Linked DNA regions of Mus musculus: region 2 is linked to region 1. Evidence: chromatin contacts called from public promoter capture Hi-C data. All regions are on one chromosome and are shown on one strand. The core of a region is the stretch at or near the end of the contact, and the rest is flanking DNA. Distances in the headings are between cores, read along the strand shown. Region 1 holds the start of Zfp850 (zinc finger protein 850). Region 2 holds the start of Spint2 (serine protease inhibitor, Kunitz type 2).

Region 1 (4,670 bases), core at 1,161-3,660:
CAGAGATCCTGAATTCAAATTCCCAGCAACCACATGATAGCTCACAACCATCAGTTCAACTACAGTGTACTTATATACATAAAATACATAAGTAAATCTTTTTAAGAAAATAGGACATGAAAAATTAGCATCTCGGTGATAGCCACTGAAATCACAAGGAAAGGAACAAATGGCTGGGTATCACTCCACTGTGTCCATGAACCTCAATCCAGATGTGTCTGCTCATTTCTTGGTGGGGCTGCATATCACAGCTGCATAAATGATGCTGAATTGAAAGCAGGAGTGTAAATGTCTCCGGAGGGTACCGGTTTTATTTCTGTTGTGTGACTACTCTGTAGTGGGATTGCTGTATCACATACCAGTTCTAGTTGTAATTGAGAATCCGCCATATTGTTTTCTACAATGACAGCATTAATTTACACTCCCTCCACAATGCGTTCTTTCTCTACATGAATGAAAACTTTTTTTAAAAAAAATTATTTATTTTATATTTCTGAGTATTTTCCATCTGTATGCGCACCAGTAGATCCTATACCTCTGGTCTCTGAGCTGTGCTCATGTACACATAACCGCACACACATAATTTAAAATTGAAATAATTAATCTTGAGACAAAACACCCACAATCTTACTTGTGTAGAATCTGAAGCTGTTTTCTCATAGAACCAAGTAGGATGCTGGGTACTGGGGTTTGAGTGGCTGAGGCCGGATGTGCAGCATCATGGTTGACAGTGGGAGGCGTAGGTCCTTAAGTGAGTTCAGAAGATGTTGATTAAACATCACAAAATCTCACCTACATAACAAAAGTTCACCTGATATATCATGTAAAAACGGTGACAATTAATGGGTTTGAGTAGACGCTAGCATATTCTCTACAAAAGTGTGACCGATTTAGTCATCCCAAAGTATAGAAAAACTTCAAAATATTATGCTATGCACAATATGAACATTTTTATCTGAAAAGTTTTAAAAAAATATGTTCTGCATTAGCACATTCATTTTCCTGTCCTTGTTTTTAAAACAGCATCTCACTGTGTGGCCCAGCTAGCCTAGACCTTGCTATGTGGACCAAGCTGACCCTGAACTCACAGTGATCCTCCTGCTTCTGCCTCTGAGATTAAATGTATACCACGAAGCCTAGCTTTTCTTTTTAAGTCACTTTCTTAAACATCCACCAGCAATCGCATTGTTTCTCACACTCCCTTGTCCTGCTGAACACTGAGTGGAATGAACCCAAGATGGCCTCACAGAGAACAACTAAAGCACACCAGGCCCTTAGGATATGGCGGCACTGCACTAACAGGCTTCACCACAGGCATCCTACGGTTCCTGACAGGCCTGGAGAGCCTGAGGGGACAGAACCAAGATTCCAACCCGATACCACAGATCCACACTCCACGATCAATCATGGCATTGCTCATCTGGATCTGGCCAACGTTACCCATTACACACACACACACACACACACACACACACACACACACACACTCAGAAAATCACTAGCTTTCAAAGATGCCAAATTCAGTGCTATCACTTTCCCACTGCCATAATCCTCACAGTGAACACATCATCTATCCCCGACATTCCTGGCCTGCTTTGAAAACAAGGCCTGTAAGGATCAAAGGATCGCATCTGATATGCGATGCCATCCAAATAGAAATCGATTTATAAAATCAGAGTTTGAGAGACCTAACGATAACCTCTGGAGGTTTCTACCTAGAACATCTTAGGAAAAGGGTGATTGTAGAGAAGAAAAGGCGGGGTTCATTGAAATGATAAGGTGAAGTGGAAAGGGAAGGGACAACGTTATGGGCCCCAGAGGTGAAGGTATCAATTTTCACGTTCCTCCTTCATTTACTGATAATTCCACGAGATCTCAGACTATATCCGAGAGCATCCTCACCGAGCATTTTCCTTCACGTCCCTCAACACTCTCATGGCTACAGCTCTGAGAAACTTCGGGTATTCAACCCAGAGCAGCCCTCCTAAGCGACCCTCGGAGGCACTTCCGGCCTTAAAAGCACCTCCCAAGCTCGTGTGTACCTCAGGGAAAGCTTCCCTTCAGACTCCGCACCTGACTTCTCCTTAGTGATGCTTAGCCCTCTGCTCCAACCCCTGTGGCCTTGAAAGAAAATGATAAGCACAGTGACACAGATGAGCAGAGAGCTCAAGGTGTGTATACACAGAGAGACGCGCGCGAGCGCGCGCCCACCCACCCACACAAACACACGCTCACACACGCTCACACACGCCCGTACGCGTCAACATCTCCATTCACCCTACACCAGCGCCCACACCGATACCCAGCCCACCTTACTCTGTGGAGACCGAAGCCAACCAGCAATTTCTTTGGACCAGAAAGATCAGACCTTCCGTGTTGGTGGCACCGGGATGCCAAAGACCCTTGGCGGCGTCCGGAGCTATGTGGAGCCTTCAAGAAGCCCGGCGTTTCCGAAAGGTCCCAGCATGCAACTTAGCCCGGCCCATCCGGGAACTGGGCCCAGTGGCTTGTGGGAGTTCCCACGGTGGGGGGGCAGGGGGCTCCCCATGCTTCGAGGGGAGGCTGCCTCCTGGGATCAAAACGGAGTTTGGTGTTCTGTGTCTACCTGATTTTCCCTCCTGTGGCGTGGACGGACGAGCGGAAATTTTAAAATTTAGAATAGGAAGTAGATCAGATCGGGACGGACGCTTTGCCTGAGTCCCACTCAGTGGGATTCCACTACGCTGTGCTCTGCTAGGGACTATGGTAAATTTGAAAAGACCGAACTAAAGAATTGGTTGGTTTCTAAAGTTGGGTAGTTTATATTAACGATTTCAAAGAGCCAGATATTCTGGACCCTTCCAGGGTTCGGTGTCCCTGTTGACTAGATAGAAAAAATTGAGTGACGACTACATCTGTATGTATCACCAGAACTGTGTTCAATAGGCAGTCATTTACCTCCTGTTGGAGGATGAATGACTAGCACGCGTTAAGTGTCCTAAAAAACAAAAAACTAAAAAACAAACAAAACACAAACCCAAAACATAGGCCTCTTTTTTATAGGATAGACACATTTATTGTAACTTGACACTATGGAACTTTCGAAACCACTTTTGTTTTTTCTCATGTTATACAAAGAACTTTTTCCAAACATGATAGAAAGAAATTGTGAAAAGGCTAAACAATCCTAGTAATAAAACTAATTGCATTAAATGTACTGTAAATTATGTAAATGCTAAAGTATAGGTGCCACATTAATTTGCAGATAAGTGTTAACTACAGAAAATGTGTTAAATATTCTAGCCGATTCAAAGTGACCATCCTCACAATAGTATTAAAAAAAAAAAAGACTTAAGTCAACTTTAAAATGGAGGCAGTTCTGGGGGCAAAGAGCATCGCCAGTACTAACAGCAATAACAGAGACAGCAAGTCATCAAGTGAAAATATCCTTGGCTGGGCGTGGTAGCACATGCATGTGACCCCAGCAATGAGGAGACACAGCCAGTGAATGTCTATGAGATGAGGCCACCAAGGACTATTTAGTGAAGACCTGTCTAAAAAACTAAAATAAACAGTATGCGTGTAATACCACACCTTCAAAACATGAGGGGAAACGTCCAATAGAGAAATAAGGAGAAACAGCCAAATCCAGCATTGCATACAAAAGTTTTCAGTCTCAATAACTGATAGAAGGAATCCAGAAAAGCAACAGGGCATAGATGATTTAGACAGCATCATCAGCTATGAATGCAGACAGAATAAAAATCAAGACAATTAAACTTTAATGGAATCAGGGGGCCTTGAAGGGAGGGTGTTCTTGTATACACACTCCTGGCAGAAATGCCCGTTACCTGGAGATGCTTCTGTTTAAAGCTTCCCTTTTTATGCTTTTTTTTTTTTTTTCGGGGGAAGGGGAAAGCCAATACCTTATATATTTTGTACTGCACTTTTAAAAATGAAAGACTCCATCTATTTTAAGGTATTCCTTAAAGGTGACCATAGGCATGTGTTGAGAAATCCCCTTCCTGATGGATCCTCTCTTCACACCCATCCTCTTCTACATCTATCCTGTGAGTGAGCCGCCCCTCTCCACAATGAACATGGATTTCCATACTTCTGCCATGTTCTTACATGGGTTTTGTGTGTGTGTGTGTGTGTGTGTGTGTGTGTGTGTGTGTGTGTGTGTGGTTGCCTGGTTTAGGTTTCAGTTGGTTGGGTTCAGTTCTTTTTGAGACAAAATTTCTCTGTTTTTCCTTGGTTGTCCCAGAACTCTCTCTGTAGACCAAGCTGGACTTGAACACAGAGATCTGCCTGCCTCTGCCTCCCAAGTATCTGGTTACTACAGCAGCACTGTGGGTGTTCCCTGGTCTGCTCATGACAATGGATGAAGGACCCTCTGGGTAGCACTCGGATTTCACACCCTTGGCTGGATCAGCAGGGCAGCTACAGAGCCACGTCTCTGGGGGAACCATGCACCCACAACCACTACACAGACAGTGCTGCCACAGTTGCACTGGATGCTGCAGTAAGCATCTTGGATGAGTCTGTTCAGGGCCTTCGTCCCATTAAACCCACAGGAGCTGCTGAGCTTGAGATGAGCAGTGCAGAAGGCTCACCAGACCAAATCCAAATGGAGTCTCTCATTCCATGTGAGCAAGCCATTTTGTGACTCTCCTCCAGTAGCTCCTTTT
Region 2 (4,670 bases), core at 1,186-3,685, 1.3 Mb after region 1:
GAGTTCCATTCAGACAAAGGAGCCTTGTTCTCTGTCTACCCTCCAATGACCTTGTCTTCCACATCACCTCAGTCTAACATGAACATTTACATTTCTTCAGGACCCCAGTGTCCTCACCTAGGCTCAGGGTCCACTCTATCTAATTTTCTAAGTCTTTCCTTCCAGAACCTCAACTGTAACAATCTGCTGACCATACCTGCCACCTTCCCACTGCCCCTCAGCTACTGGTGAAGATAAGAATCTATGAGCGGCCTTTTATAATCACTCCTGTCCAAGTTCCTCCACTTCCTTTGGTAGCACTATACAGCTAGAATGTGCCAGAGACATGCCTTTGTTTGCTGAGAAAAACCAGACACCCATCCAACCCAAAAAAAAAAAAAAAAAACCCAAAACCTATCAAAACTGGTGCCTCTGACAAAGCTGTTGAAGCTTTCAAACAAAGAGCCCTTGATATAAGTGAGGGCAGCAGTTCACCAGCCTGAAGGCCGGCGTACTTCAAAAAGGTCGGTAAGTCTAGTCCGTTCAGAAGGACACGGCCTAGCCAATCACTTTGTGTGACCTTCCAAAGGCCTATGATGTCACCACCACATCAGGCCGGTTCTAGGCTCAGACAACGCAAGAGCTTAGAAAAGCCATATCCACAGCCACAGGCCAGGTAACTTATAGACACAAGGCAACCTGGAGTCTGGCTATACTACAATGGTCAACCTCTGCACTTCTGACTCTGGATCACCAGGGCTGAGCCTCTCCCACCGGCCTGTGGCATTCTCCATAACTCTTGTTGTTGCCCTAGTCTTAGACACAGGAATAGACCATTCCTCAGAAGCTACCACACTCCCTGCTTTCTCTTTCACCAAATAGGTTGCCCACTAAGGACTTGGGCCTCGTGGCTGTGTCCACTTCTCCCCTTCCTGACTTCTGTTCCAGCCTTGGGGTGGGGGTGGGGTCTTTTCCTTGATCACAATCAATTTTACTCTAGACCCTCACTACTCCCTCCCACTACCTGGGACACTGGTCCCAAGGTCTTAGTATGGCTGCCACCTACTCATTCAATTGTTAGGATAGGTGCCACCCTCCTTAGAGTACTTCCTGAGTTAAGTACCCTTCACCATCTTCTATCACTGTTCTTATCCCGCTGTCTTCTAGTCACCGCTAGTCATTTAATCTTTGGCGAGTACTCTGCACGTTAAGTGTTCGCTCCCACTGGAATCCAAGCTCTGCGAATTCAGGAACCTGTCTAGTCTTGAGTCAGCCACGACCACCATTCTTACAGACCCTCAGCGGGGACTCAATTAAGTTTGCTCAATCAATGAATTCTTTCAAAAGAGATCTTTTCAAAGCTGGCTAGTGGTTGTCTGAAGCAGTTAAAAGTTGTAACGACTCCTAAAGACGCAAACCCCAGCTGCTGGGTGCCAATACTACACTCGGAGAACAGACGTTCCTGCATTGGCAGGCACCTTGGCAAAGCTCCTCCCTTCTACCAACCGCTGCTTCTCTTCTTCCTCGGGAGATCATGGGGCTGTTGCCATATGTGATATCAACAGGTGTCCGAAGTGCGTTTTCCCTGTACCCAAAGCGGCCAACAGGTCTCCCGAACAAATTTCCACCTCTGAGGCTTGAATGCGCCCCCCACCCCCACCCCAAGTCCCCGTCCCCACCCCGGGCTTTCTTTGGCCAAGCAATTTCCGCTTCGTTGAGCTCCTCACCCACTTCCAGTGCCACGCCTTCCTGGGTCAATACACCTCATCTCCCTCCCTTCCTCCTTCCTTCTGGAAGGGACACTTTGCTAACCCTTACGCCCCCGCGCTCGCGAGGCTCCTACCCTTCCTAGCCCGCCACCTGCAGGTCTGGCTCCACCGCCCATCCTCCCCAACCCCAAGGAGCCTGCGATCACTCTGCGCACCGAGTACCCCCACTTTCGCTGCGGCCTCCTCTATCCCCTGCTCCCGGATCCCCCGCCTGGCCCTCACCGTGGACGTCTAGTTCTCGGCTGGCCACCTGGGCCCCGGAGAGGAGCAGCGAAGCTACCAAGGCGAGGAGCGCCCGGCCCCGCCGCAGCTCACAAAGCTGCGCCATGACCTGCTGCCAGCGCCGCGCGCCAGGCCTCGAGCCGCCGGCCGTTGGGGTGTGGGGGTGGGGTCTCGCGAGCAGGTGCGGGAAAGCCCACGGCCGCGCACGCGCACTGCAGGTCCGCGGGCTCAGGTGCGGCTTCGCCCCGGAGTAGGACTTCGAGGCGCCCGGGTCCCCGGAAGCCCTTTTTTCTGGCTTTTGGCGCGTGCGACGCCTTAGTTGCCTCCCAACACGGTCCCTGGACTCGCGCGGCAACACTCTGCGACTCTTCCCCAGACTGTGAAAGCCTCCACCCGTCCGAGGAGTACTACGGCGAATGGCGGACGCAGGGACACAAGAGAAGGTGGCACCCAGGCTGGGGGTGGGGCGCACCTGGCGGGGCGGGGCAGATGCGGCGCAAGCGCGGAGGGCCCCGCACCTGGCTCTGCGGCCTGCACCTGGCACCGCCCCCGGCTCCTGGGAGGAGGCGTGGTTGGCATTGACCCCGCCCCAGCCGGACCTTGCGGGAGGCGTGGGTCTGTTGGCCACGACGTCCTTGCGCCTTCGTGCTTGCGCTGTGACTATGGCGAGAGAAACTTTTCGGAAACCTGTGGCTGTCTGCCCGCTCTGCTTTAGCGTTCCTTTAGGTGTGAGAGATATATCCTGCCTAAATTCCTCGTTCTCTGTGCCATAAACAAATGTCCCGGATTGAGCAGTGGCCAGGCCAGCTTGGCCTGTGTGTCGTCAAACAGGATCAGCCCGTAGTAGTGATGCGGAAGCAGAGGGAAGAGTGATCAGGAATGTGATGGTGAAATCCTACAGTTGAGTGAGCAGGGGTTGGGACAGTGAAAATCAGGGCATGATCAGAGCCCAGTTTCCTATTCAGTGCGACTGCCAGTTAGGCAGGGCACTGTCTGGAAAGAGGTGACAAGTCCTTAAAACTGCAGGTTTCTCTGGACCCCGTACAGGAAGACAAATACAAATATATAGAGGTGTTAGGGTGACGATCAGAAGCTTGCAAAGGATGAACAGACCTGAAAGGGGGAGGGACACGGGGACTGGACTAGGTACAACACCCAAAGGAGACTTACAAACCACTACCACAGAACCAGGGTGGGCTTCTGGAAAGAAGCTCCATTTAAACTGGATGAATGGAGGAGGGCTGACAGAGGAAGTAGAAGGCCGTTAGCAGAAGAATTAATGATCTCGTTATCATTGAAAATACTGCTCTTGGGCTGGCAAAGTGGCTAAGTAAATACAACTGCCACCAAACCTGATGACCAGATTCGCACCTGCTCGCAAGGTCACCCCCCACCACCACCCCCCAACGGCTGGAGGCCTGGCGTGCCCGGGTGCTCCACGCCTTGTTAGCTTCGCTGCTTCTCTCCGGGGCCCAGGCGGCCAGGAGATTCCTGGTGCAAACACGGTGGAAGAAGAGAACTGGCTTCCTGAAGTTCTCTGACCTCCACACTGTAGCCATGGCACCTGCCAGACCACACGAACACAGACACACACACACAGACACACACACACACACAGACACACACACACACACACACACACACACAAATAAATGTGTTTAAGAAAAATAAAATAGGGCTGGAGAGATGGCTCAGCGGTTAAGAGCACTGACTGCTCTTCTGAAGGTCCTGAGTTCAAATCCCAGCAACCACATGGTGGCTCACAACCATCTATAATAAGATCTGTCACCCTCTTCTGGTGTCTAAAGACAACTACAGTATACTTCATACAATAATAAATAAATCAAAAAAAAAAAAAAAAAAAGGAACTGACTGCTCTTCCAGAGGTCCTGAGTTCAATTCCCAGCAACCACATGGTGGCTCACAACCATCCAAAACGAGTAGCCGTCTTCAGATACTCCAGAAGAGGGCGTCAGATCTCGTTATGGATGGTTGTGAGCCACCATGTGGTTGCTGGGAATTTAACCCAGGACCTCTGGAAGGGCAGTCGGGTGCTCTTACCCACTGAGCAATCTCACCAGCCCCAATAAATCTTTTTTTAAAAAAGAAAAGAAAAAGAAAATAACGTCCTTATTACGGTAAACAAAGTAGGCCTGGTTGCGCAAGCCTGTACTCCCAGCACTCTGGATGTGGAAACAGAACTGGGATAGCTCATAGCCAACCCCAGTAACAAGCACCAACCCCTACCCTGAAGAACAAAAAGCAAAAAGAAAACCACCAGGTGTGGGGTGTAATTCACTTGCTAGAGCACTCACCTAGCAGGCAGGAAGCCCTGAGTTTGATTCTCAGCATCACACAAACCAACCTTGGCATCACAAAGCCAACCTTCTTGGCAGATGCCTGTAATCCCAGCACTCAGGAGCTGAAAGCCAGAGGACCCAAAGCAAGAGTTCAAATTTATAGTCAGCATAGCAAACTCAGACCAGTCCGGGATTCATGAGACCCTGCTAAGCAACAGAAAAAAGACATTACAAAACAAAACAAACACTAAACCTAAACTCTGGAGGGTGGATTTGGGGCTGGAATGGAGTAAATCAAGAGTGTTGGAACTGGCCGTGGAGAAAGGGCCATGAGAAGCAAGCCTCGGTAACTGAAGGCTTAAGAGATGAGGAACAAAAACTGCATGAGGAGCAGTCGACA

Evidence for each region. Promoter capture Hi-C pulls out the DNA fragments that hold promoters and counts their contacts.
Region 2: a promoter capture Hi-C map of liver shows a contact between it and region 1, with 2.4 times the contacts expected there. The contact joins the promoter of Spint2 here to the promoter of Zfp850 in region 1.

The regions. Positions count from the first base shown.
Region 1 is chr7:28,011,705-28,016,374 of GRCm38.p6, forward strand. It overlaps Zfp850 (zinc finger protein 850), which reads right to left and starts at 2,411. Exons shown (of 6, transcript NM_001254951.1): 1 at 2,312-2,411; 2 at 632-746.
Region 2 is chr7:29,279,542-29,284,211 of GRCm38.p6, forward strand. It overlaps Spint2 (serine protease inhibitor, Kunitz type 2), which reads right to left and starts at 2,436. Exons shown (of 7, transcript NM_011464.2): 1 at 1,971-2,436. The coding sequence starts at 2,076. Gm45977 (a long non-coding RNA gene) reads right to left here. Exons shown (of 4, transcript XR_003946629.1): 4 at 4,179-4,477.